Regions from separate parts of the Mus musculus genome. Here regions 1, 3, 4, 5, 6 and 7 are each linked to region 2. Evidence: chromatin contacts called from public HiChIP or PLAC-seq and promoter capture Hi-C data. All regions are on one chromosome and are shown on one strand. Each heading gives the region's core, a stretch centred on a gene start, on an enhancer-like site or on the middle of the called end of the contact. The rest is flanking DNA. Distances are from core to core; before and after follow the strand shown.

Region 1 (3,739 bases), core at 242-2,741, 500 kb before region 2:
AAAATCATTTTCCGATTTTTTCCCCATCTTGTAGAAAGCTTTGTGCACTGAATCACCTAATTCATTAAGAAAATCAAGGTCATTAGCTTCTTTAAGTTCAGAATATAGTTTCAACCATGGGTCTTCAAAATTCTCTGAGCTCCCAGGAGGGAGAGAATCTGGAGAGGTTTCAATAGTTGAAAGTGCTGGTGGATCAACAAGCCAATTCCAGTATTTTAAAAGATTCATCCTTGTACTTCTGTTACTCTAGAACCACTCCTGGTACCAACTTCTGTATTAGTCAGGGTTCTCTAGAGTCACAGAAGTTATGGATAGTATCTAGATAGTAAAGGAATTTATTGATGACTTACAGTCGGCAGCCCAATTCCCAACAATTGTTCAGTCGCAGCTGTGAATGGAAGTCCAAGGATCTAGCAGTTACTCAGTCTCACGCAGCAAGCAGGCGAAGGAGCAAGAGCAAGAGCTAGACTCCCTTCTTCCAATGTCCTTATATTGTCTCCAGCAGAAGGTGTAGCCCAGATTAAAGGTGTGTCCCACCACACCTTTAATCCCAGATGAAAGGCGTAGCCCAGATTAAAGGTGTGTTCCTTAAACTCGGAGATTCAATCTTCTGGAATCCATAGCCACTATGGCTCAAGATCTTCAAACCAAGACCCAGATAAGGATCTCCAAGCCTCCAGATAAGGGTCACTGGTGAGCCTTCCAATTCCGGATTGTAGTTCATTCCAAATATTGTCAAGTTGACAACCAGGAATAGCCACTACAGTTGCTCTTGCAGAGAACCTAGGTTTGGTTCCCAGCCCCCACATGACTGCTCATAACTCTCTGTAACTTCAGTTCCGATGGGGGCGGCAGGTTGGAGAGGTGCGGGGGAGTGGGATTCCAATACCCTCTTCTGGTTTTCCCAAGTACCAAGCATGCATGAAATGCACATGTGTATGCAGGCAAAACACCCATACATATGAACAAAAATAAATCTTAAAAAAAGAAAAGTAAAGACAAGACTTGGACTAGTCGCTTCACGCATCTGAGCCTATTTCTGAGTTGATATGTGAAGGGAGATGTTCAAGGTATGTAACTAGCCACTAGACTCTTTGCCTGCTAAGTCTTGTCTGCGCTTTGAACTTGGACAGCCTGGCGGCAGAAGGACCACTGTGTGCTCAGGAAAGGGCTGTGCTAGCTCATAGTCCCTGCTGGTTGAAGGGAAACCCAGGGAATCTTAAGGGCCCCATACTGACCAAAAAGACAAAGTAGGTGGTTTAGAGCTTGGTTTAAAGTCGCCAGAAAGCCACTAGTCACCTGTTTGAGCTATGTAAGGTTTACGAGGACTTGGAATTGCCATCGTCAACTAACAGACAGATAACCCAGAGTATAGAAGCCCAGCCAATCTACTGGTATCATCTAGTGCGTTGTTAGACTGAAAACTACAACTCCCAGAATGCCACTCAAAGCTGATCAGGAACCGGAAGTGGCTTTGGGGCGGGACCAACTGTGTTCTCTTCTGAGCAAGGTGTGTTAGGTAAGCCAAGATCTGGTTCTGAGGGTTGGCTAGAGACTGCGGGGTCCCACCGAGACGCCTAGGCACCCCACAGCCCTGGGGAGTCTGGGTCTTGCCTTTCCTCGGTCGCAGCACGCGAGTCAGTGTGACCCGCGTTCCCTGCAGCCTGGGATCTAAGCAGGTGTTCTGGTGCTGAAGGTGGTTGGGCTCAGAATGAGAAAATGAGAGACCTATGCAAACAGGATGATTGGACACTTAGCGACGGCGTTTGTGCTCATCAGGTGGGACTTGGGCTAGAAAAGGTCTAAGGCGGAGACGGCGGTGTTAACTCCAAGTATTTATTGAGAGTCTGAGTAAACGGAACATTTAATTTTATTGGAACGGTGTGAAAAAATCAGACAAAAAATAAGTAGGTGGTGTTGGATAGTGAAAATATGCCTGATCTGAGGACGTGTGAGACTAAGGGAAGAGCATGTGGGCAGAGATTAACAGTTTATGTAGACATTGGGATATTTAGTATGTTTGGGAAATAGGTAGGTCACAGTTTATGCAGACATCGGGATATTTAGTATGTTTGGGGAATAGGTATACCACAGAGCGTAAAAGAAAATGATGGAGGAGGGGCTACCAGGAAAGATGGCTCTTGCTGAGGATGGGAGTTTAGTTCTCAGCACCCATGTCTGGGCGACTCATGACTGCCTGTAACTTAAGCTCCAGACACCTGTACTGAACTGATGCACACATAGCCACATACATAATTTTTAAAAATAAAATGGCTCTGGTGTGGTGGTGCAAGCCTTTAATTCGGGAGGCAGAGGCGGGCAGATCTCCGTGAGTTCTAGGCCACCCTGGTCTCCAGAGGGAGTTCCAGGATAACCAGGGTACAGAGAAACCTTGTCTCAAAAAACAAACAAACGAATGAATGAATGAATGGATGGATGAATGGTTGGATGGATGAATGTGGGAGGCAGAGACAGGGCAGATTTGTGAGTTGGAGGCCTGCCTGGTCTCCAACCAGTATATAGCAAGTTCAAGGCCAGCTAGGGCTACATAGTGAAACCCTGTCTATAAATAAACAAACAAACAAATAAATATAAATAAATAAATAGAATCCTCTAGAAAAAAGAAAGTTGACAGAAGGGAGAGAGCCCTTAGTGATCTGTGCAGATAGTGTGTAGATTTTGGATTACGGTGAGTGAAATAGAAAATGCTGCTGACTCTGGCCAGAAGAGTGGTGTAATTCTCAAACATTTAGATGCTCTTATATATCTGCTGCTACATACTTGTGAATATATATATTTCACAGATTTATTTTGAGACAGGGTCCCAGGTAGTTTAGACTAACCTCAAAGTCTTTATGTAGCCAAGGATGAACTTGAACTTGAGCCGTGAACTTCTGACCCTCCTGTTTCTTTTTTCGTTGTGCTAGTAGTACCTAAGCTGTCACAGCTGGTTTATGTTATGGGTTTGAGACAAGGGCTTTATGCATGGTAGGCACACGCTCTCCTGAGTTACTTCCCTGGTCCTAGGATGCTCTTTACTGTGTGAGGTTCACTATAAGTTCTTGAAGGATTTGTTTGTAGAGTAGGGAAATGGGAGGACCTGTTTGAGTTACACTCAAAGCAGTTGAAAGTTGGAACCTCATAAAGATGGAATGGATGTCACCACCAAATCCCCAGGATATACCATCACTGTGTCGGTTCATTAGTAACCATTGAGTGACTAAGGCTCAGAAAGAGTGCTTGTTCATTTGAGATGGGGTATAATCACTGTGTCTGCTAGACTGGCCTAGAACTCATAAGCCCCCTGCCTCAGCCTCTCAACTGCTGGGGTTAAAGTTATACCACTATCCCTGCCTTTAGAATAGATATTTTAATTAAGAGGTAAAATACCAAATCTGAGCATAGATAATGTCTTGTGTAGATTCATCGGATCTGTATTTTTTTAAAGATTTATTTTAAATTATGTGTATGTGTGCATATACATGTGTGTGTTCACACATGCACACACACATGTGTGTAGGTGCAAGTGCCATTAGAGTCTAGAAGAAAGTATCTGAACCCCTAGAGAGAAACTATAGGTAGTTCTGAACTACCTGATGTGGGTACTCGTAATAGAACCCTGGTCCTCTTTAAAAGTAGCAAATGCTCTTTAACCATTGAGCAGCGCCTCCAGCCCCCTGATCTGTGCATCTTGATGCTCAGCTACACCTTGGCTTTTTGAGGACCCTTAGATGATAAC
Region 2 (3,362 bases), core at 580-3,079:
CCAGCTCATATTTTAAACTAAAAAAAAAAAAACAACCCCCAAAACAACAACAAACCCTAAAAAACGTAATTTTAAAACTTTGCTTAGTCTTTTTGCCTTCTTGTAAATTATATATTTTGAACAAGGTAACTTAGAAACCAGAGTCACTATCTATCTATCTATCTATCTATCTATCTATCTATCTATCATCTATCTATCTATCCACCCATCTATCTAGAGCCATAGTAAAGACACCTAACTAAGCCAGACTCTTCCTTGAGAAGCCCATATCCACACTTGGGTATATTTGGTCCTTTTCCTGTGCGTGTGGCGTGTCTCACTCACTTAGATAAAGAGCAAATAGTAACACTTACCGCCTTAAACTCCTCCTCTGCTGCATCGTTAAGGGTTCAGCTCTAACTGAGTGGAGCTCCCTGGGCGGGGAGTGGGGGGGGCATTTCTGGGTTTTGTCTCCTCACCGGGGATTGTATTCAAACTTCACAAGTACTGGGCGAGCTACATGCCCAGTTCCTACTATGCTCTGCCAGGATGTTTTTCTTGGGGTGCCCCATAACCTCCCACACACTGGTCTGGCTTTGCCCTCTGGCACTCCACAGACCCTGCCTGATCTGGACTTTCAGAGACTTGGTGTACATATTTTGTTCCTTGAGTTCTAAAGGGAGAATACTCCAGATTTTTCAGTCACCTGGATCTTGTGCCAGCCTTTCTTAGTGACTCCCTAGTTCTGTGACTTCCATGGAAAGGTCTAGAAGAGACGCTCAGAGTGTAGGTGGAGGGTAGGTAGAATTTATCACCCAGCAGTAGGGGATTGCACAATAGCCAAAGGGACCACGTGAGAGCAGACAGAGGTCAGAGACCACTGCCACTGTGCTGACCATTTGTGAGTGGGCTTTTTCTAGAGCAGGTAGCTGTTTCTAAGGAATGTTTTCTGTCTGGGTGATGGACAGGTCTATTTGGATTCACTCTTAAAGTAAGGAAGAATGGTATGTCTTGTTTTTTTTTACCAGAAAGCTTGAAGGGAGGCAATAATCTTGCTGAGGGTTGTTTAGATAGTTATCTATTAATGACACCTCCACCCAAGACAGTACAGCATGTTATATCTCTACCCAGGATAAGAGCTATGACAAGATCACACTCCTTTGACCAGTAATAAAGTCCTGCGATTTCAGATTCAATCCTATAAGCCATTGGTTATGAGAGTGGTGTCCTTCAAATCCACTAATCTGTAACTAGCTACTTAACACCGCCAGGATTCTTCACACAATATGGCAGCCAGCCTAATCCCCGTGTAACTCACTTCCACTGTCTTTCTGACTGCATTTTAGGCTGTTTTTTTAAAATGCATGTTATTTTAAAAATCTTCAGTTCCTACAACCCCAACCCCAGGGTCTTGGCCCAACTGTCCACCCTCAGCTCAAAAGCAGAGACCAATGGTCAATGTAGACTTTATAAACAACATAGCCCATTTTGTTTGGAATGTATCCGATCTGCTCACGATTTTGGAACAAGAATTTTCAGTACTGTCTTAGTAAAACAGGCTCAGGAATGCTGATCCGCGGCACTCTATCAACAAGGTCTGTCAATGGTTGATATTTAAGGAGGGGTCCCAGGATAGAGCCGGGCATGTGATCCTAGGAAAACCCCACCTCTCTCTGGGTCCCTCTTTTGATTGTCAAAGGAGTGTCCTTAGGCTCTCAGACTTGAGATGCCTGCTCCAAAGAAGCCAAATCAGAATCCTCTGGAAGGTGCCTGATGCTGGACCTAAGATTAGGCTAGGGGAAATCAGGGTGTTGAGCCGAGATCCCTCAGTGGTGGGCGGTGCCGGGAGCAGGCGGAGCTTAGCTGGTGACGGAACCACATTGGCTGGCTAGCGGCTGAGCGAGGCGGGTCCGCACGGCTGCTGAACTGACCGGAGAACGCTGATACTAGAATTTGAGCCTGAGCGCGATTCGGAGCCTGAGCCCCAGACCACCGCAGGTAGCTACCGCCGCCCTCCCTCCGCACTGGGGCACGCTACGGTCCCCGAATGGCAGGTCTCTTCCGGGTGCACTGCTGGGTTCTTTCCACGCCGCTTCCTATCGGGGAGACACTGGATGGGCTGGGAGAACACAGAACCACCCAAACCTTCTCATCTTGGTTCCCATCTGGGGCTAGAGCCACTGGCCATAGTGGACAGGCTAGGTCTAAGTGTGTGTTCCGGGGTTCTGACTTCAGGCCTTTCACTCGGTGGACATGAGTATCTGATATTGGGAGGAACCACAAAGCTAGGCCTTTGGGAATCCAAATCCAAAGATGAGAGAGTAGTGTCCCTGAACATCTGTGGTTCCCTCTAGAGTAGCCATCAAAATCTGTTCTACTCAACCTGACGGGGACAGGGAGGGAGGCTGCTGAATTTACAGTGAGAAGATGAACCGCAAACTGTAAAGCTGGATAACCTGTGACCAGAGCTTTGTCTTTTCTTTTCTTTTCTTTTCTTTTCTTTCTTTTCTTTTCCTCTCTCTCTCTCCCTCTCTCCCTTCCTTCTTTTCTTCCTTTCTTCCTTCCTTTCTTTCTTTCAAGATTTATTCATTTCATTTATGTGAGTTCACTGTAGCTGACTTCAGACACACCAGAAGAGGGCGTCAGATCTCATTACAGGTGGTTTTGAGCCACCATGTGGTTGCTGGGAATTGAACTTCGAACCTCTGGAAGAGCAGTCAGTGCTCTTAACTGCTTAGCCAGCTCTCCAGCCGGACCAGAGACTTTTCTATGTGCAAAATGAAAGCAACCACTTGGACCCTGTGAAGATTCTGAGCAGCAGAGCCTTGGTGTGACCTAAGAGCAATTTCACACACACACACACACACACACACACACACACACACACACACAGAGAGAGAGAGAGAGAGAGAGAGAGAGAGAGAGAGAGAGATCCTGGTCTTTTGGTTACAAGGACAAAGCAGATGTCCTTGATGGGCCTGCTGGCTCAGGTTCCCCTGGGAGGGCTTTTTTCTGGTCAGCATTGATTTCTGTATGGCTAAGGACCTGGTGGGATCCTTGCTTTCGTGGATTAGGTTTTTTTTTTCTTTCTCTGCACTTGGGACAGAGGGTTGAAAGGGCCTGGGATGGGAGTGGGGGTGGGGGTGGGGGTGGAGGTCAAGGATCTGGGCTGGTGCAATTACATTTTACTGCTGGGTGGAGCAAGCCTCCGAGTGAGACAGAAAAGACACAAGGTTTCTATTCCTAGCCAGAGATTAACTGTGTAACTAATCTAGGAAGTAGAAACACAGTCTAACAGTCGTTTATGCAATTTTAGATACATTTACATTTCATCATGTTATCATGCTGTTTTAGTAAAGAAAGTCACTGCTGTTTTAGGTGAC
Region 3 (3,712 bases), core at 634-3,133, 480 kb before region 2:
GACAAGTGACGATGAGACAGTCATCAACTCAGTCAGCCTGGACCTCAAAGGTGATGTCTCCTAGGGCTGAGGACACAGCTCCAAACAGGAACACCATTAATAAAGACCCAAGGGAAGGAAACAAAGCCCAGTTACACTGTGAAGCTTAAATATGGTTCCATGAAGTAACAGAAACCACGAGGAAAGACCCCTGAGTACAATGCTCTCTGTGTGATTTGAACAATCCTTTTTTTAATGAGATTTTTTTTTTTAATGAGTTCATAAGATTGTTGCCCGCTCCTGTCAAAAGTGAGACAAAGGGGTTGGCATACAAAAGATAAGAGAAGGAACAAATAAGATTGAGTGACTAAAGACCCTTGAGAGTTGAAGAAAAAGCAGCAGAGAGGCCAGCACATTTCTGGCTCAGGTGTTCAGGAAGAACATGGCTAAACTACCCAGAAAGCCCAACCTGAAAACCTACAGAAACAAGATTACTCTTCTGTCAGCTCCAGCTCCAAGGATTTAGAGCCATGATGAACAGATAGCCAATAGTGCCCATGGCCCTTAGACTAGGGCCATTTTCCTCATGGGGTGGATTCAGACATGACAGGTAAGGAGGGGGATAGCAGATGTAACTCTTCAACCCGGTAGAAAAGAACCAAGGCTGCAAACATGACATACAGCAATACTTCTGGAGCCGCAGCGCCTGAGAAACTCTTATAAACTGTCTTGGAGAACTGGTTTATGCTTTGAAGACAATTCAAGTAGCCCTCTGGATAGTTAACTTTCTCGGGAGTGGATATTTTTTCTTGTTGAAACCAAAGACTCCCATTATTACCTGCACATTTGGTCTGTTTCTTTTAGTTGCCCCTTCAAATGCCAGGTAAGACAAAGACGCTGGCTCACTCCCTCCAACATCAACTTTGAATATATCTCCAGATTTAGCGATCACTATGCCAATCACGTGGTCCCCTTTCACAGGTACATACTAAAAGCAGAATGAAAGAACAGTCATAAATAATACAAATATCATTACAAAATATCTTCTGAAACTTTCATCTAGGTTGATCAGGGTGGGTCTCAACCTATCCAGCCAACTCATACTCCCCATGTAGCTGCAACTACAAAACCGGCCCGCACCAGTCCAACTTTATGAACGTCTAATTCACACTTGATCAAGTTTCAAGTTTTCTCAGCATCCTTTACAAGTCTGGTGGCACAAGAATCTTTACATTCAAGGAAACCCACTCCATTTGACATTATTCCTAAGTGAAAGCTCTTAATTATTCTATGGGAATTTTAATTCCCTGTGATTTATTTGGACTCATTGCAACTGGGACACCAAATGGCAACCCCGAGGCTTTGGGTTTTTCAAGACAAGATCTCACGGAACCTTTCTCTCCTGTCACCCTTCTCAGGATGTGTTCCTATTGTGGTTCCTCTAAAGAAGATGCAGAGAGGGGGCTAGAAGCCACCGCGGCTCTAGATTCGCCTTAACCTATGATCGCTTGCAGGGGGCCCACTTTCGCGGCAGCGCCGCCTCTCCGACATCCGCTCACCCGCTTCTGCTGCGAGTCCACCCAGTAAACGCCGCCGCCGCCTCCGCTGGGCTCCTTGTGACGCAGGCGGCCACACTTGGTGACCAGCAGACGGTCCCCGCAGCGTCGCAAACCTGGGCCACACACTACGCGCAGCCTCGGGCGCGCACCCGCATTCAGGCGTAACGGCTGCTCCCCGGCGCCGCCAAGGCCGTCTACGTCCTCGTGGTCCGGCAGCACCAGCTCCTCCCCGGGGAGAACCACCTGATTCAGCACCTTGTGCACGGCCCGTGCTCGGCAGCCCGCCACCGACTCCGGTCCCGCGGACAGTACTTCAGCCATGGCAGGCGTCACCATCGCAGCTTCCGGTATCTACTTCCGCTTCCGCTACCCGCCCACCAGGGTCATCTCTTTCCGGTGGTTGTGGGCTTTCTGAGTTGGACTTGAGCTTGGGAGATACTCGCTTCATCCCATGGGTGCTACTCCCTGCCCTGTGTCTGTAGCTTCACGGTACCTAATGTAACAATCTCCCACCTCCTCCCACACACATCACACCTTTTCACCTACTTGAGTTCATCTCTTCAGTGGCTTGGGAACATCGGTAACTCAGGAATTCTCCCAGCTACTTCTTTGGGAGCACACTAACAGCTATGTGAGAAACTGTTAAATCCAAAACCCACAATGTGCAAGAACTTAAGAACTTACAGTTTTCTGACTTTGGGGTTATCTGTGAAACCAGCGTTTCTCTGTCGGCATCTTCAATGAGTAATTGATTCAGTTCTCCAACAGCACTGAAGGCCTTGGCATTGACTGAGATCAGTTGCTTGATGCTTTGCTGCCAACTCGAGTTTATAGATTTTTTTTTTAGGGAAGGGGCATCACAATTCCTGCAAATTTGGTAAAATGCTGGCAAGCCATTTAATCCCTGGATATAAGGGACAACTGAAATACAAGTGCCCCAGCCAAGTTGTTAATTAGTGCTATTGAAAGACTGAGAGTAAGACTCCGAGGTAGGCAGATAAGGAGAGGAGCCACGGCTAGGTAACAGGTGATGAATTGTCAAGTTGGCTAACTTCTTCCTCAACCTCAACCTCCTAACTCAATACAAGCTTAGCAGCCTCAAAAAAAGGCTGTGTAGGCTTTTGTGTAGAGGGTAGGAGGGCATGTGCTTCCAGGTAGTCCTATAGAAACCAGAATTGTTAAACATGCAGATCTTTTTCTTCAATGGAAGAAATTGACAGCTATTCACTTGGAAGGCTGGAATGGAGGTTGTTGAATACCAGGTAATTTTACCATTCTGTGGAGCTAGCTCTCACCTGAATCCCCCTTTTCCTGAGCATTTCCAGTCCATAGACTCCATCCTTATAAGAGAGATCTCATGGATTTGAAAAAGAGTTTGCTATTATGATTATAAAAACCTTTCCTCCCTAGGCTCTTCTCCTGAGCATGTTTTCTCAGTCAACAGAACCCACTCTTGTGGAAGAGGTCATGGTGCTTTTCAAGAAAACATGCACTTTGCAAGGGAGTTTAGATATAACCGTGTCCTAAGCTTTGTGGTAATAGTTGTCACAAGAAAACCTTTTTTTTTTTCTTTTGAAAGTTTTACTGTTTAAATAAGTAATAAATAAATAAATAAAAATAAACTGGAGTCAGACTCCCGAAGTTTGTACCAGCCCGGCTAAGTCATGCTGAACCACGTTTACTTCTTACTTTCTGGGGATCCGCTGGCAGCAGAGCTTGCAGGGACCCCCACACTTTTAACTCTCACCTGCAACAACAGCAAGCCCCCTGCTGATGGGCCGGTTGAACAAGTTCAAGGCCTGCACAGGACACATTACACAACAGTTCTGGCCTAATTCACCATCAATTCTTTATTCAAATCGACCAACCCTACATTTGGGGGAGGGGGGGGGGAGAGACTCTTCAAAGACTTTAAAAACGCCAGTTCTCCAGAAAAGATTGGATTTGGGGTGCTGAATCCCCTATGTATTTTGAAAAGGGTCTTTTTCTTGGTGTCCAGTTTGTGGTTTTCTTCACTCCTCATAAAGAGCTTTCTTCAACAGCTGATTATGTCGTCTGCATTTGAGAGGTTTCTGCTTCCACCTGTCGAGCGCCATTTTTTTTCCTTTCAAGCCCCCTAGACTGTACCACTTGGTTAGTCTCTCACAGAGAGACGTTCTCTGGGCAGAGGTAAA
Region 4 (3,524 bases), core at 803-3,302, 460 kb before region 2:
TTTTTTGTTTGTTAGTTTTGAGACAGGGTTTCTCTGTACAGCCCTGGCTGTCCTGGAACTCACTCTGTAGACCAGGCTGGCTTCAAACTCAGAAATCTGCCTGCCTCTGCCTCCCAAGTGCTGGGATTAAAGGCGTGCGCCACCACCGCCTGCTGTGTACAAACTCTCAAAGGTCCTCTGTCAGTGCTCTTAGCCGCTAAGCCATCTCTCTGGCCCCTAAAGGCAGCATGCCAACAGGAAGAGGCACAGCTGAATTTGAGTGCGATTTTTAGTGCTCTCTCAGGTTTTATTTTTACTGATATTATAGAATCATGGTCTTTTTTTTTTTTAAGTTTGATTTTTATTTATACAAGTACACTGTCGCTGTCTTCAGACACACACCACAAGAGAGCATCAGATCCCATTATAGATGGTTGTGAAGCCACCGTGTGGTTGTTGGGAATTGAACCCTGGTCCTCTGGAAGAGCAGTCAGTGCTCTTAACCTCTGAGCCATCTCTCCAGCCCTAGGGTCATAGTTTTAATGTAATATGCTCTTATTTTAGGTTTCAGTAAAAATATCTGGAATAAATGAATATTCACATATTAAATACAAGCATTTTTAAAACCACATATTACTAACTTACTTATTCTGTGCTATAACCACCATTGCCTTGAGCTTATTCACAATTTAACTTTTTGAGAGTCATTATGACATGAACAGAGAACATGTAAACTTATAAACTCTTGTTTATTCCAATTTTCTTTCCTTAGATTCTCTAAATTGTCAGTGAACATGGTTAGTTTTTTCTTCTTCTTTTCTACGGTACTAGGGGTTGAAGTTAGGGCTTCACACACGTTAGATAAACGTTCCACCGCTGAACCACATCCTCAGCCCAGTGAACAGCTCTTCAATGCCTTTGGGACCTTAGTATGCTTTTCATGGGGAATGCCCTGCACTGTGAAATCTGATTATGTGGAGCCAATTCAGACCGAATGATGATTTCTTGATTTTCTGTCTAAAGTTCAACCATTGAATATCTAAGTCCCTTTCTGCAGACATCTTCCAGGTCTGTCTTCACGGGTTGGCACATCCTCCAGGTTTATATCACAGTCACTAAAACGTAAACTCCCTACAACGCTACAGACCTACAGAATTGGTTGGGGTTTATTTTGTTTTGTTTGTTATCTATCTGCCTTTCCTTTTACCTCGGGCTATCCTTTTTGAGGACTAAACTTCCCTGCACTGGAAACCTCTATTCCCTGTTAATGAGTTCCCTGAAAAGAGGTACTCAGCAGCTGGAGCAGAGAGGAATATCGTCAGGGGCAGCAGGAGCGGAGACAGGGGAATATCATCAGGGGCAGCAGGGGCGGAGACAGGGGAATATCGTCAAGGCCCGGGCAGTGCTTGGCAGATGTAGTATGAGTATGACGGACAGTGGGCTCTGGCTTTGTGGATTTGAATTGATTGATCTCTAGCTCCCCTCATTTACTCCTAGCTGCACGTATGTTCTTTTTGCGGGGAAGAGAAGAAGGCTCTAACCCTGATAAAGATTTCCCTTACTGTGCAGCAACCAAGATTTGGGCAGATATGTATGACATCAATAGATTCCTTTAGTCTAGGCCCTGTACAGTCCAATGCTTTTTAAATTCGACTGCTCTTGAATCTTTATAGAGTTCTAGGCTGAGTAAGTAGGCAGTGTGCCAAGAGCTTTACTGTGTGACCTACATATAATACAGTAATCACCGTCCCCTCCCCCAGCCCCTCTTGCTGCTCCATTTCAGTGTAAGGACAACAGTAGATAATCCGACCCAGTCTGGTAGGACTGGTCCGGCACACAGCCAGCCAGTGCTCCCTGACAGCTGAGGGCCGACTCTCTGCTGGTTGTAGTCGGGTTCTGTGTGCCCTACATTGCACACACAGGGCTCGTGGATCCTGACTTCACAGTCCTCCTAGGTTGTGGCGCACCCGGCGGTGGTGTCCCTGCTTTTACGTCCCCGGCAGAGGGCAGCCTAGCGGCGGCGCGGGTTTCCCAGCCGGCGGCTTTAGGGCGCGACACCCGGAAGTGGCGGCTGGAGCGGGAGCGCTGAGTTGTCGGGCGGCGGGACAGCGGCCCGGAATAGGGGGCGGGGGCGTTGGTCATGTTTCCCTTCGGGCCCCACAGCCCGGGCGGGGACGAGACGGCTGGAGCCGAGGAGCCGCCGCCTCTCGGAGGGCCGGCGGCAGCTTCCAGACCGCCCTCTCCAGCTCCGCGACCGGCGTCTCCGCAGCGAGGAGCTGACGCGGCCTCTCCCCCGCCGGTCGCCGGGAGCCCTCGCCTCCCGGGCGGCCCCGCGGTGTCCCCAGCCGAGCGCGCCGGAGAGTTCGCGGCTCCCGGAGCTCTGGAGTTGTCCGCCGCCACCGCGTCGGCGTCGCAGGCAAAGCTGTCACCCTCCTCCTCGCCGCGCAGACGCTCGAGGCCGGACTGGAGGGCGGGCGGGCGGAGCCGGCAGGGCCTCGGCGCAGGCCTGGGCGGCCCCGGGGCCAGACTGTTCGGGTGGCTGAGAGAGCGAAGCCTCGGTCGCGGGCTGTTCGTGGACCCGGCTCGGGACAATTTCCGCACGATGACTAACCTGTATGGGTCCATCCATCCCGCAGACTCGGTGTACCTCAGCACCCGCACCCACGGTGCTGTCTTCAACCTCGAGTACTCTCCGGACGGGTAAGCTCCTACACCCCAGCGGGCTCCCTCCGCTCAGGCTGGCCGCAGCCGCTGGCCTTCGTGCCCCCCGGTACTTTGTCACCTATGAGCCCTGGCCTGGCCTGTTGGGATAGGCAGGCCCAGTGCTTCCCTTCGGGGTCCTGGAGGCTCGGGGAAAGAGAACTACTTTTAAGCCGTCGCTTCAGGTCAGTCGGAGCCAGTACACAACTAGGGCGTTCTGGTACACCAAAACAAATAGGCTTTAAAGAAATGCTCGTCGTTTTCCTGTGATCCTCAGTTGGCTTTGTTCTGATCTGAATTTATGTGAAAGGTAGAAAACTTGCAGACTCTTTGGACCGTGTGCCAGATCCTGCCACGAAGGAGACAAATGAAGGCTTTAGAAAGACACTAAGACTGCAGAAATCCGCTTCTCAGGGTTTGGGCCATTTTGTGGGATAGACTGCATGCTTAGACTGCTAAGATGATTGCTCTTGGTTTACTTCAAGCCATAGGGAATTTTCAGACTACCCCAGGGAAATTTAGTAGTACTCTGTCTTGTGAGTGCACAAGTTTAACAACAAGTTTAAAATACTGCTTGTGGCTCCACGGTAAGATGACATAATAACATTCTTATCACAATATATCAAGACTACATATATATTAAAACATTATAAAACAACCGGTAAACTATATTAAAAGGAGAAGAAAATAGGCTTGAAGGGGGGGAAGCGACTAAGTTAAATCATAATGATGAGGACTCAGCTCTATTTGGAATCTTTCATGGGTATTTACATAAAGATTAAACAAGTATTAGATTTAAAATACAGCAGTGTTTGACACTTCTGGGAGAAAACAGCACATTTATC
Region 5 (3,550 bases), core at 462-2,961, 350 kb before region 2:
AGGTGAGGAGGAGGCAGTGTGCAGGGACAGGGGACTCTAAGCTGCCACAGATCCCTTCAGCCCCTCAGTGATAAACCAGGAGTTAGGACCAGCCTTCTCAGGAAACAGTATGGGATGCACAGGAGGGGCTGCGACAGTTATGGGTCTGTCTGTGGCTTGTTCACTGATGTCCTACTACTCTGAGAGAGACAGAAGGTGAGCCAACCTGTGCAGGCACCTTTCATGCAGGGCTCTGAATACAATGCCGGATGCCAACCTGTGCAGGCACCTTTCATGCAGGGCTCTGCATACAATGCCAGATGCCACCGAGAGCCAGGTGGGTGTCAGCATGTTGAGGAGGGGAGACTGTACACTGGTTTTGGAGGTGGGGTGGACTACCTACCCCAAGGTAGTTAGCACGTGTGCGTGACTAAAACTTCCCTTCTGCGGTGGCACACCCTCAGCTGCAGTGTTCCAAACCTGCATATACACTAAGCCACTGACTCTGAGAACCCACACCCCACAGATGCCAAGACGGAGCCCCACAGAGCAAAGGACCCTCTACTCTCCAGTGCGCCCCTCAGCCCTTCTTTTGCAAGACTCTTAGGAAATAGCCTCACACAGGTTTGCAATTGCAGGATCAAGAAGAGGCCTCTGGGGTACTTCTGCTGCCTCACAGGATGTGTGAAGACAAGAAGAGTGGGGGCTGGTGACTCTGAAAGGCTCAGAGGCAGGCCTTGAGCCTCAATGGTTCCAGAACACCAATTACATGGCTCTGCCTAGCCTGGGACGGTGAATACAGGATGGCAGTGCTCACCTCTGTCCTTTCATCTGTGACTGTGTCCCCAGAGAAAACACGGACAGCAGAGCTGAGTGCTGACCGCAGAAGACCTATGGAGCACCGAGGGTTCCACACCTGAGAGTGGCCATCTTTTCCACCACAGCTTATTCCCTAGCTGAGAACTATGGCGCTAGAACCAGGGTCTCCTCAGGCGTAGTCAAGGTCGGCACACATCTCCTTACAGGGCAACAGATATCAGAGCCCACAGCAGTAACAACAGCCACCACCTACCATTTAGTGCCTAGTGCCACCCTCAACCTGCAGGTGAGAAGACACAGACAATATGTCACTGTCAGCAAACGGCAGCTTTGAATCCAGACCCATGGCCCCAGCACCTGATTCCTTCCAGGGGCTCACCTGTCACCTGTTACTGGGAATCGCTCAAGGCTGAGGCCCTCTGTGATCTGTAACCTTTTCACCTGCAGACACCCACGAGCCTCCCAGAGCCTGGAGAAAGTGATTACTCCTCCATCTGCTGGTCCTAAGAGCAGGCTCTGCACTGGAGGAAGCGCCCGCCCACTGTGTGTGTCCATGCACTGCCCACTGCAGACAATGAGGAAGGGAGAGACAAGCCAGTGCTGGCCACAAACACAGCTCTCACAAGGCTCAGGGCAGTGGCTTCCTCCACAGACAGGAAGGACACACTTTCAGTTTCTTAGAGGGAATTCAGACATAGGCAGGAAGGGAGGAGGTCTGGCCACTGGCCACACGAAAGTAACCTCCCACTGAGGACTCCTTTGGCCTCATGTGGCCAGGAGACAGATGTCCAACACACAAGAGGACAGATGTGAGCACCAAGTACCTGCTGCCACACGGCCACTGGCAGAGCCTAGCCTGGAAGAGAGCGTGGGTGGGACTTGTGTGGCCAGGCCTGACTCAGTAACTACAAACTTCCCAGCACTCACTGGGCACCAGGCTTGAAGCTGGGTAAGGCCCCATCTGTGCACAGGGCAGGCGGAGCTTTGACCTCATGCGGCTTACAGTCTCCATCCCCATGGAGATCTCTGACCTGCCGAGCCGAAGGGCAAAGCCACTCACTGAATTCCACACAGGAAAAGAAGACGTTTGCAGAGACCCTTCTAACAGCACGTAATGGAGCTGGTGCTTTCGGTTTCTTAAGACTAATAAATGAACTCATTAATATGTCAGACAGAAAAACCAACCAGAGAAACCTGTCCCTCAATAATATCTAGCCAAAGGAGAGAGAGGTCCCTACAGCTCTAACCCTGCCCCCACACTTCCTTTGGTAGACCTGCATGTTAAACATTAATTACGGCTGTTACTCATTACACAGCAAAGAGCTTCCCCTACAAACACAATTGTTAATTTCCTCACAGGCCCAAGGCATTCTGGGAGGCCATGAAGGAGACAGGAGGCATTCTGGAACTCTAGAGAGCCTGTTGTGAGGCAGCACAGGGCTGGAGTGTGGAGAGCGCTGTGGCCAGGTTTGAGACTCCCTGTGGGACCCTCTGCAGACTCTGGGTCCCCAAGGAGGCACAAGGAGCAGGAAGTGTGAGCCATGCCCAGAGCACACAGCACCAGGGTACTAACTTCAAGGTATCTGCAGCTGTGGGGGCAATGACCAGACCAATGCTAAGGCCAAAGAGCAAATGGAGCAATTGCTTCCACCTCAGGGATCTCCCAAGCTACCCTGTACCAGGTTCAAATGAGGCCAATGCAACGGTGGTGGGTGGTGAAGATACTGTTCATTCAGATGGGCCCAAGTTCACTGCTATGGGACTGCAGGTGAGCTGCTGACTGTCTGAGTTTCAGTACGTTCATTTATGTTACCACAGTGAAACAACACCCACACGGCAGGGCTTGACAGGGTTAATTCAAACCAGGTTCGTAACCACTGCTCAATAAAAGCTGGCTTCCTGTCCATTCCTTCTTCCCCTCTTACCATACTGGGGTTCTTTTAAATAACTCAGCCAACTGAGCTGCCTCGGATGACTCTCACCTGTTAGGAAGCAGCCACACACACACAAGACATCACTTTCCCTTTGTCCTTTCAAAGGCCCTTGATAATGTAGAGGAGTCAAAACTCCAGAGGGGCTACCCACGGGGCACAGCACCAGCACCCCATGAGATTACCATGACAACGGTGCACCTGGCTGTTCTGGAACAGACTACCCACAGAATATGACAGGAGGCTCAGCCCAATCCAGGAGGCCGAGAGGGGACCGTTGTGTTAGGGGAGGTTTTCTGGAAGGGCTAACACTGGTGTCACCCGAGATGAGCTGTGACACCCTCCCTGGCTCCCTCATCCCCTCACCTGATGCACAGGATGTCATGAGTGAGTAACTGGAGGTTCTCCACGTGGAGTCCTCTAGAGAGCTGTGACTTCTCACACCTTGACACACACACAGTCAGGACTCAGGTGGCTGCCTGGTATGGTAACACCTTCTTCGGTGGCTTATTTGCAGCTCAAGTTAGGAAGACCAAACAGATCGCTTCTAACACAGGGAGAGGCAGAGGCCGCTTTCACTCAGACTGCTGGCCTGAGCCTCAGGTGGCATGCGCAGGAGTGAAGGCTGGGTAACAGAGGGGACGGGGACAGGGACAGCAGAGCTGCTTTCCAGACCTTCTGTCCCTGTTTCCCACTGCCAGGCATCATCAGGAACGAGCTTTGTAAACGAGGCCTCCAGGGCTCCGAAGCGCCTCTTCATGCAGTGCTGTTTTTTATATTAAATTAAACTTTATTTAATTTGGCAAGCCCTTCCAGAACTC
Region 6 (3,835 bases), core at 1,252-3,751, 330 kb before region 2:
AGCACTGTTCTAGACAAATACCTCCATATCTGGTTACCACGTGAGTGTAGGGAACTGCAACTCAGCTCCTTATGAGCGGTAGGCATTTTAAAGACCAAGCCATCTCCCTGCCCCTGTACTATACGTTGTAGTCCAGGCTGGCCGACATGATGCTTCTCTTTACCTGTCACCTTGACATAACAGAGAAAAGCCTGGAAGAAAGAGAGTTTCAGTGAGGGATCGTCCACACTGGGTTTGTGCATAGGGAACTGTTTTAAGTAAGTTAATTGACGTGGGAAATCCCAGCCCACTGTTGGTGGCACCATTCCTTAGGCAGGGTTTCCTGCAATGTGAGTGTGGAGAAATTACTGAGCAAATGCAGGAGGGCAAGCCAACAAGCACGCATGTGTTCACTTTTCTCTGTTCTTTATTGTAAATATAATACAATTAGCTGTTTTAAGTGCCTGTTGCCTGGTTTGCTCAGGACTGACTATAACCTATAAGTTAGGCTAAAATAAACATTTTCTACCCAAAGTTGTTTTTTGACCAGGGCATTTTATTACAGCAACACAGGGTATTTTACTTTATACAACACTCTATGCCTCAGCATCCCCAGTGCAGGGATGACAGCATATGCCAGAATCAAATGTTATGGAAACCGTAGATAGAATTAGGGCCCTGAAGCCTCGTCAATGCACACATGCACACACAGGCTCACACTCTCTAGGCCCTCCAGCAGCCACTGTATGCATTTCTAATCAGGTATGTACATCAGTGTGAGTGTTACAGACCACCCCCGGAGACAGGGTGAGGGACGGTGAAGGGACTGAGGTAGAAGCCCGAGGAGTATGCGCGACACAGTGCTCAAGATTTTCTGAAGCCACTGCCTCGTCCGTCGGGTAACCTAGTGAATAAGAAGGGTGGGGTGGGGAGAGATGCCTATTTGAGAGTGTGTGTGTATGTGTGTGTGTGTGATCACGCACGCTAAATCAAAAGAAAAGGAAAGTCAGGAAGAAAAACAAGCTATGCTAAAAATAAGGCAACACCAACACCATTGCCAGACAGAAAACATACGCTCAGCTTGAGGAGGGGGCGGATTGGGATAGAACACAGAATAGGAAGTTCCCACCTAAAAATAACTGGGTGGCTGGATGTGGACTCAACTTTGAGAAACAAGGCATTTGAGCTGTGAGCCTGAGGTGGAAGTCATGCTAGCAAAAGGGAGCACAGTACTCAGCTTCCTGATGACAGAGGACTGGGGTCAACTCTCAGTTCAGACCCCTAAACTTACAGGAACCTCACAGCATGAAGGCCTGTCTGAGGCTGAGAACTAGTGGGTGGAGGATGGGCTGAAGGACGAAGCTGGAGGGCAGGAGCCTGGCCAGCTCTACAGCAGACTGCACACAGCCCCGTCCCCTCTGGCAACTTCCTTATCTTCAGAGTGACCAAACTTAGGCCTGCTAGCCTTGTGGCTCACTCGGACACTGAATGATCCTCTTATAAACTGTTCTCTTTATGTCTGTGTTTACATGTGACTGCAGCAACACGACAACACAAGCAAGCAGAAGGCACACTGGGCACGTGGAGTGACCTCTTGGCCAGTTCACTTCTAGCTGGTGACCTTGGCAAGCCCTCTAACCTTTCTGGGCTTCCTGTAGCTTACAAGTGGATGACATCAGCAGGCCTCAGTGAGTAAGAAATAAGGTGCAAGAGGCACGGAGGCATTAGTCTCTTCTGCCCCTGCGTCCTGATTGGGTATGCACTGCTGTGGGGATCTAACCCAAGGAAGGCCTGTGTTTGCTAAGCAAGCACTCTGCTCCACCTCACCCAGCCTCCAACCTTGCATGACAGAGCAGATTCAAGTACAAATCAAACAACTACGTTTTTTCAGTGATGGACTATGGAGGCATACATATCCGTGGGTACGCTCTGGATCTGGATTCAACCCCTGGCTCTGCAATCTACCAGCTCCTGACTCGAGGGGCCTGCCCCAGCGGAGTCCTGTAGGCTCAGTTGTGGAGTGGGGAGAAAATTAATATCGACTTCATGGGGCTGTTATAAAATAAAACCAGACAAAGGATATAAAAGAGGCTTGTAAACCGTAAAGCCCCGTGCAGATGTTCCACATTAGGGAGGGATGGACACACACGGGCAGAGTCCCACAGCCTTGTTCCTAACTGACAGCTGGTACACATGACTCACACAGTCCTTTGGCTTGGTCCACATGAGAATGCATGCTATTTTATATTGGACAGAGCTTTTTTGATAAAGTCAACTTCAACCCCACAACTCGCTTTATTCCATATCTGCCTCCCCCCAAAAGGCAATTCTGTTTTGGGAAGACACAATCTGGTTCCCCAGGTTCAAAAGTTTGACAGTTCTGCCCCAAAGCAGCCCCAAAGCGAGCCCAGGAGAAAGGAGCACCTCGGCATTGCCTCTCAAACCCGCTGTCTAGAGCCAAGCCTCCCTCCCTCAGTGCTTCGTTAAGTACATCATCTGCTGGCGCTTGGCATGGTTCCCTGAGCTGGGAACTACAACCACTGATGTGCTATGACAGCTGAGTGCTGCTGCCAGACCAGCTTCCTCACCCGGCCCTGGGGGAGGATGGGGCTGGCCGGAGCCCGAGGGAAGGGCGGCAGCTGTCACGGTACAGCTGCCACCTCAGGCTCACTTCAGATTTCACTCACGTCCCCCTGACAAGGAGGCACCATGACCACAGGCCACATGACCAAAGACTCTGGCTTATCTTCCTCCTGATGCAGAGACAAAGAGGTGAGGGAAACCGCCCCCACCCCTACCCCCACCTCTGTCACCAACAACTTTTAAATTCCTGGGTGCAGAGTGCCTTTTCTCATGGATGTCTACTGCCACCAGACCGAACAGCTCAACCATCTGCCCCCTGCCCCTGACTAAGCAGCACCTCTGCTTTTCCAGAGCTCACCTCCAGCCCTGTCAGAGCTGGCTAGGCACCTGCTAGACATCCTGTGCCAAGCTTTGAGGACTGACAGAGCCTCCGAGATCTTTCTGGGGAGTCTCCTACTACCCTTCCTCCACTGGGGTAGGCTCTTGCCTAGTCTGCTTTTATCACAGACAATGTCAAATACATTAATAAAAGAAAGCATCACATGAGCAGCCGGGACGCCAAGAAAAAGGGGGGAAGGCATTTAGAAACTTCACAAACCCCTGCGAGGGGCTCACATTACAGGCTGACTGAACTGGCCAGTGCTGTGCCAATCCTACACACCCCACAGGGGTCACTGCCACCAGGGGTCCTTGAGTGTGCTCCACTCTACCTTCCAGAAGAACAGAGTGGGACAGATCATTCCAAGACCCAAATCTTCATCTCAGACAGATGCCTTTCAACATTCAGTTGGTTCCCATCCAACAGTTCCACCTAATAGGTCAAACCACTCTGGTTCCAGGGGGCTTTAATTTGCAACCAATTCCTCTTCCAGGTTCAGCAGGAAGTGCCTGCTGTTTAAAACACCCTACCCTCCTGCTGCTTGGAGACCCTAGACAAGTCAGACAACCTCAAATGGTAGCTTTGAAAAGTGTCCAAGCTGCCATGTTGTGTGCCCTACGCTAGTTAGGGGACACAGGTGGGAGCAAGGCGGGCAGCCACCTGCTGCAGCTGAGGTCTACCTGTCCACGGGGCTTGAGTGAACTTTTGAGCTCCCAGGGGACTGAGCTTCCCTTGACACCCCAAGTGAAACCTTCTGCATTTTGTAGGCTCAGCTGGGCTCCTGCTGAAGCCTGTTCATGGGGGAAACTCAGTTCCTGTGGATACTGGTCTTGAAGCTTGCCCGATTCATACATAGAGGGTCCCACTTTCCAAGCCTCAAAGCACGCAGAATCC
Region 7 (3,625 bases), core at 433-2,932, 290 kb before region 2:
GAGATAGGATCACTGCTTGGGACAGAGCCACAAGTCAGAGCTGGGGAGTTCGCAGAGGCCCAATTCTCACAGCATGGCTATCCTCAAAGGACAAGCCTTGTTACACTTCTCAGAAATGCACAGGCCGCACCACGGTGGGGTGCACAGACCCTGGCTGCAGGGAAAAGCCACTTCCTCAGAGCCCCCAACCCTCCTGCCCGGCTCTGGGGGGAGGGGCAATCAGGTTGAAAGAGGTACAAAGACACAAGCCTAGATGAGGTAAGACCACTTATGGCCCCGCCTGAGCCAGCAGCTGGAATGTGTCTAATCTAGGCGAGTCTCAGCTGCCTCATGGTAAAACAGGTGACGCCCACTGAGGACACCGGGAGGAAGAATTGAGACCATGTGTGTAATCTCACAGGGATCAGCTGGGACCAATAAAGCCAGGTTCCTCGCCTGTGCGTCCAGGCACAGGATGGGATGCAGAGGGGATGTGGGACCAAACTACAGGCCATGCTAATGGAGGTCAAGAGCCACTGGTAGACTGGACACCAAACACCAATGTCGGGCTGTACTGGAGTGGTCCAAGGCTGCCCTGGAGGAGATGGCTCAGGCTGCTCCCTCTGGCAGGCAGCACTGTCTTCTGGATGGAAGTAGACCACTCTGTGGTGCCTGAGAGGTTACTATAGGTTCTAGGACCCTGCATACCAGGGCTTGTAGGGCTTATTTTTAGCTCACTGATTAGGTAAGCCAGTGAGCTCTAGGCATCCTCTGACCTCCCCCTCCTAGCACTGGGATCTCAAATGTGCATGCCACCATGTCTGGCTTTTCTTTCTAGGGTTTTAGACAGATACAGTGGCAAGAGCTGAAGTGAGGGCCCACAGTCAAACTGTGGAGAGGAAACAGGCAGGTAGAAAATACTGTCCTGGGGTTCTCAGCAAGAAGGTAGGTAGCTTCAGGAGCGTGGTGCCCAGGAGAGGGCATCTGTTTTTGCCTGAGGTCGCTTTTCTTTAAATGAAAAGGTACAGTCCCCAACCAGCCAGCCTTTGTTTGCTCTTTGCAGAAACTGAAACAAGTCCTCTGGCCTGCGACTCACACAGCCCCCTTTCCTTGCAGAGAATCTTTCTTTGACGTCTTGCCAGTCGCTTCGCTCTAGGTACTATGCCCAGAACCAGCACACCCTGAGTCCAGCAGCTAGGAACTATCTGTACAGGAGGGGCTGTAAACCTGTTACGGCACAGGCACTGCACAGGTCTCGAGTCAACAGCAAGGCTCCCAGGCACTGTCCACAGATGTGAGAGGGTGAGGGGAGCCAGTGTTATCCAGGGGCAGCTGAAGGACTGGCCTGCCTCAGTCTAGAATCCATTCATGAGTCTTGAAAGCCAGATTAAAAGAACTCCCTGATAGTCCAAGGCCAGGGAAGCCCCCAGAAAGCCATATGACTGCTGCAGTGTTGGGCTTTATGGGAGGGACGTGATCTGTGTTGTCCTCGATAAAACTTCATGGCATGGGCAGGACCAAACTCACAGAGCACAAGCAGAAGCAGAGAGACCTGCAGTGGGAGGGAGCCTTGAAATGACCAAAGTCATTCAAAGTCAGCTTCTATGCACTCCTTCTAATTAGGCCTTGAGCTCTGGTACACACCACCTCAGTCTCTGCCTTTTCTTCTTCCGTTTCCTCCTGAGTTTCTGAATATTAATCTCACAGTGATGTCACGAGCAGAGCTGCAGTCTGTTCTAATTATAAAGCACACCAGGCGCAGCAAGGCTGAGGAGAGGCGAGAGGCAGTGCAGACAGCACCAGGCTCTCAGACACTGGAGCATCGGGGGAAAGAGCTCAGGCCCTGGGGAAGAACCAGACATGGCTCTGTCCCTGAGCAAGATTTCTGCGCAAGTTCCTTAAACCTTTGTACTTGGGTCTCATGAGCAAAACACAATTACCTGCCTACAACGGTTATCGCGAGAATGAAGAGACCCTCTTAGCACAGTGCCAGGCAGGCTTAGGATGGTTTAGAAAATCCAGTCGTGGGGCTGGAGATGTGGTTCAGTGGTAGAGTGTACACCTAAGATGTTTATGCCTAGCTCTAGGTTCTGCATAAACCGGGCCTAGAGATGTAACTGTGATCCAGTGGTGGAGGCAGAGGATCAGGTGTTCAAGGTCACTCTTAGCTACACATGGAGCTGCAGGCAGGCCTGTGTTACATGAGACCTTATATTAAAAGGGGAGGGAGTAGAATCCAGATATCAGTCACTGTCTTCAGTTGTCCTTTAATTACAAACCTTACCTCCAAAGTGTGTGCACACCCTCTTAATTACGGAGAGCAGTGCTGTATGAGTAACATACTGGGGGGGGGGGGCACAGCCTTGCTCGGAGCTTCCCTGACTTTGGGGTGCCTTGAACCATGACTTCTGGAGGGAGGAGATCCCCCTCTCTCTGCCTTCTGAGGTAGCTGAGGTGATGTGGAACTGTCGGCTCAGGACAAGTGTAAAGCGCCCACCTGGGGCCAGCGGGCCCTGCCTCCACAGGAGAGCCATCTCCATTCTGCCCACATGTCAGCTTCCCTCAGAGTTCACTCTTGGAAGGCCAAGCCAGAAAGACAGCAGGGCAGCAGCAGGAACAACAGGGGCCCAATTCCAGCCTGGCCAAGCACACTAGTTCTGCTGGGCCTACCTCAGTAGCTGAATTCCTGTTAGCTCTTGCCAAATGCCCCCAACCCTGGGTTTTCCTTGAGTCCCTGCAGGGATGACCACTCACGCCCATTTCTTACCTCAAGGCTGACAGCTTGAGAAGGCACTCATATGCTCCCCTCAGCCAGGCCCCAGGCTCAACCTGTTTTTGCCAACTTCCATGACTGTGGCAGGTTGCGCCCTGTGCCAGACATAATTTTATTCTCCCCTCAGTCGCTTTCCAGGAACTAAAACTATCCCACTTCTTCCAAGGGGTGCCCACCCCACCCCAATTCCCATGGAGTGTTAGATTTCCATCTAACACTCCATTTTCCTTGGCCCCACGGCTCCGCCTGCCTCCATCTTCTCTCTGCCTGGTCCACACGGTCTGTTCCTGTCCTCTACATCAGCACCAAAGCAGGTGAGCTGCTTGCTTCCTCCCTCAATGACTTCCCCTCAGACTTAGATCCCGGGACTGAAAACAGAAAACCAGTATCTTTAGTTGGGAAAAGCCTGAGGTCACCGAGCTGGGGAACAGGTTTCTGGAGGAAAAGAAACCAAGGGTCAGCGGTACCTGTCCCCCCACATGCCACAGGAACTACCAACTGTGTAGGTCAGTCCTGGGAAGAGCCAGCCCCGCCTTCAACCCTTCAGGGAAACTCAGAGTCAGGGCCACATCCCCAGGGCCGGAGCCAGCAAGCTGACTGGTACTCAGCAGAGGCGGGGCCTCCCACTCTAACCTGCCACTGCACATAAATTACAGGGAGGAGGCTGGTGGCCAACTGGCTTCAAGACTGGCCCAGCCTCTCTCCAGCACAAGGAAGCACTTTATGTAGTCCAACGCCTCATTATCTGGCATCTCAGTCACACCGGAAAGGGCAAATAATGGGCTAAGAGCAACACATGTTGCATTATGAAGTCCCTCCCTGCACAAACCTGTCCTTGAGTCCCCACTGCCTGCATGGCAAAGGCTCAATTAA

The links. Promoter capture Hi-C pulls out the DNA fragments that hold promoters and counts their contacts. HiChIP or PLAC-seq counts read pairs in DNA pulled down with a chosen protein or histone mark.
Region 1: a contact with region 2 is called in an H3K4me3 HiChIP or PLAC-seq map of the SCID.adh cell line, with 11 read pairs. The contact joins the promoter of Trmt10b here to the promoter of Aldh1b1 in region 2. A contact is called at or near these places in 8 of 39 promoter capture datasets (the C10 cell line, embryonic stem cells, frontonasal cranial neural crest and 5 more), 2 of 15 datasets of contacts at CTCF or cohesin (the NIH/3T3 cell line and large pre-B cells), 7 of 115 datasets of contacts at active chromatin or transcription factors (the SCID.adh cell line, acute myeloid leukemia, embryonic basal ganglia and 3 more) and 2 of 9 other capture datasets (embryonic stem cells and liver).
Region 3: a promoter capture Hi-C map of pre-B cells shows a contact between it and region 2, with 6 times the contacts expected there. The contact joins the promoter of Exosc3 here to the promoter of Aldh1b1 in region 2. A contact is called at or near these places in 21 of 39 promoter capture datasets (the 3T3-L1 cell line, 3T3-L1-derived adipocytes, the C10 cell line and 13 more), 1 of 15 datasets of contacts at CTCF or cohesin (the NIH/3T3 cell line), 8 of 115 datasets of contacts at active chromatin or transcription factors (the SCID.adh cell line, bone marrow-derived macrophages, embryonic basal ganglia and 5 more) and 2 of 9 other capture datasets (embryonic stem cells and liver).
Region 4: an H3K4me3 HiChIP or PLAC-seq map of embryonic basal ganglia shows a contact between it and region 2, with 5 times the contacts expected there. The contact joins the promoter of Dcaf10 here to the promoter of Aldh1b1 in region 2. A contact is called at or near these places in 4 of 39 promoter capture datasets (the C10 cell line, cranial neural crest and frontonasal cranial neural crest), 1 of 15 datasets of contacts at CTCF or cohesin (large pre-B cells), 10 of 115 datasets of contacts at active chromatin or transcription factors (the SCID.adh cell line, bone marrow-derived macrophages, craniofacial prominence and 5 more) and 3 of 9 other capture datasets (embryonic stem cells, macrophages and pancreatic islet).
Region 5: an H3K4me3 HiChIP or PLAC-seq map of bone marrow-derived macrophages shows a contact between it and region 2, with 4 times the contacts expected there. The contact joins the enhancer-like site here to the promoter of Aldh1b1 in region 2. A contact is called at or near these places in 8 of 39 promoter capture datasets (the C10 cell line, the HPC-7 cell line, cranial neural crest and 5 more), 2 of 484 Hi-C or Micro-C datasets (the AML12 cell line and liver), 6 of 115 datasets of contacts at active chromatin or transcription factors (bone marrow-derived macrophages, embryonic basal ganglia, embryonic forebrain and 3 more) and 3 of 9 other capture datasets (embryonic stem cells, embryonic tail and embryonic trunk).
Region 6: an H3K4me3 HiChIP or PLAC-seq map of embryonic basal ganglia shows a contact between it and region 2, with 4 times the contacts expected there. The contact joins the enhancer-like site here to the promoter of Aldh1b1 in region 2. A contact is called at or near these places in 4 of 39 promoter capture datasets (cranial neural crest, embryonic stem cells, hippocampal neurons and 1 more), 2 of 484 Hi-C or Micro-C datasets (cerebral cortex and liver), 10 of 115 datasets of contacts at active chromatin or transcription factors (the SCID.adh cell line, bone marrow-derived macrophages, embryonic basal ganglia and 6 more) and 4 of 9 other capture datasets (embryonic stem cells, embryonic tail, embryonic trunk and 1 more).
Region 7: a contact with region 2 is called in an H3K4me3 HiChIP or PLAC-seq map of forebrain, with 5 times the contacts expected there. The contact joins the enhancer-like site here to the promoter of Aldh1b1 in region 2. A contact is called at or near these places in 10 of 39 promoter capture datasets (the C10 cell line, cranial neural crest, embryonic stem cells and 5 more), 9 of 115 datasets of contacts at active chromatin or transcription factors (the SCID.adh cell line, embryonic basal ganglia, embryonic forebrain and 6 more) and 1 of 9 other capture datasets (embryonic tail).

The regions. Positions count from the first base shown.
Region 1 is chr4:45,295,677-45,299,415 of GRCm38.p6, forward strand. It overlaps Trmt10b (tRNA methyltransferase 10B), which reads left to right and starts at 1,492. Exons shown (of 9, transcript NM_027266.4): 1 at 1,492-1,519.
Region 2 is chr4:45,797,193-45,800,554 of GRCm38.p6, forward strand. It overlaps Aldh1b1 (aldehyde dehydrogenase 1 family, member B1), which reads left to right and starts at 1,830. Exons shown (of 2, transcript NM_028270.4): 1 at 1,830-1,977.
Region 3 is chr4:45,318,733-45,322,444 of GRCm38.p6, forward strand. Exosc3 (exosome component 3) reads right to left here and starts at 1,884. Exons shown (of 4, transcript NM_025513.4): 1 at 1,539-1,884; 2 at 818-967. The coding sequence starts at 1,859.
Region 4 is chr4:45,340,049-45,343,572 of GRCm38.p6, forward strand. It overlaps Dcaf10 (DDB1 and CUL4 associated factor 10), which reads left to right and starts at 2,053. Exons shown (of 7, transcript NM_153167.2): 1 at 2,053-2,679. The coding sequence starts at 2,120.
Region 5 is chr4:45,451,285-45,454,834 of GRCm38.p6, forward strand. The region is part of intron 3 of Shb (src homology 2 domain-containing transforming protein B); the gene reads right to left. Among named protein-coding and RNA genes, the nearest start is that of Gm46852, 44 kb to the left of the region's middle. Within about 2 kb of position 1,712, at least 140 of the 459 cell types and tissues checked have an H3K27ac peak or open chromatin away from gene starts, as enhancers often do. A contact at or near this core is called in the AML12 cell line, the HPC-7 cell line, bone marrow-derived macrophages and 1 more, where this site is marked.
Region 6 is chr4:45,470,745-45,474,579 of GRCm38.p6, forward strand. The region is part of intron 2 of Shb (src homology 2 domain-containing transforming protein B); the gene reads right to left. Among named protein-coding and RNA genes, the nearest start is that of Shb, 58 kb to the right of the region's middle. Within about 2 kb of position 2,502, at least 187 of the 459 cell types and tissues checked have an H3K27ac peak or open chromatin away from gene starts, as enhancers often do. A contact at or near this core is called in the SCID.adh cell line, bone marrow-derived macrophages, cerebral cortex and 3 more, where this site is marked.
Region 7 is chr4:45,506,964-45,510,588 of GRCm38.p6, forward strand. The region is part of intron 1 of Shb (src homology 2 domain-containing transforming protein B); the gene reads right to left. Among named protein-coding and RNA genes, the nearest start is that of Shb, 22 kb to the right of the region's middle. RefSeq lists an enhancer at 1-2,454. Within about 2 kb of position 1,683, at least 70 of the 459 cell types and tissues checked have an H3K27ac peak or open chromatin away from gene starts, as enhancers often do. A contact at or near this core is called in embryonic limb bud, embryonic stem cells, forebrain and 1 more, where this site is marked.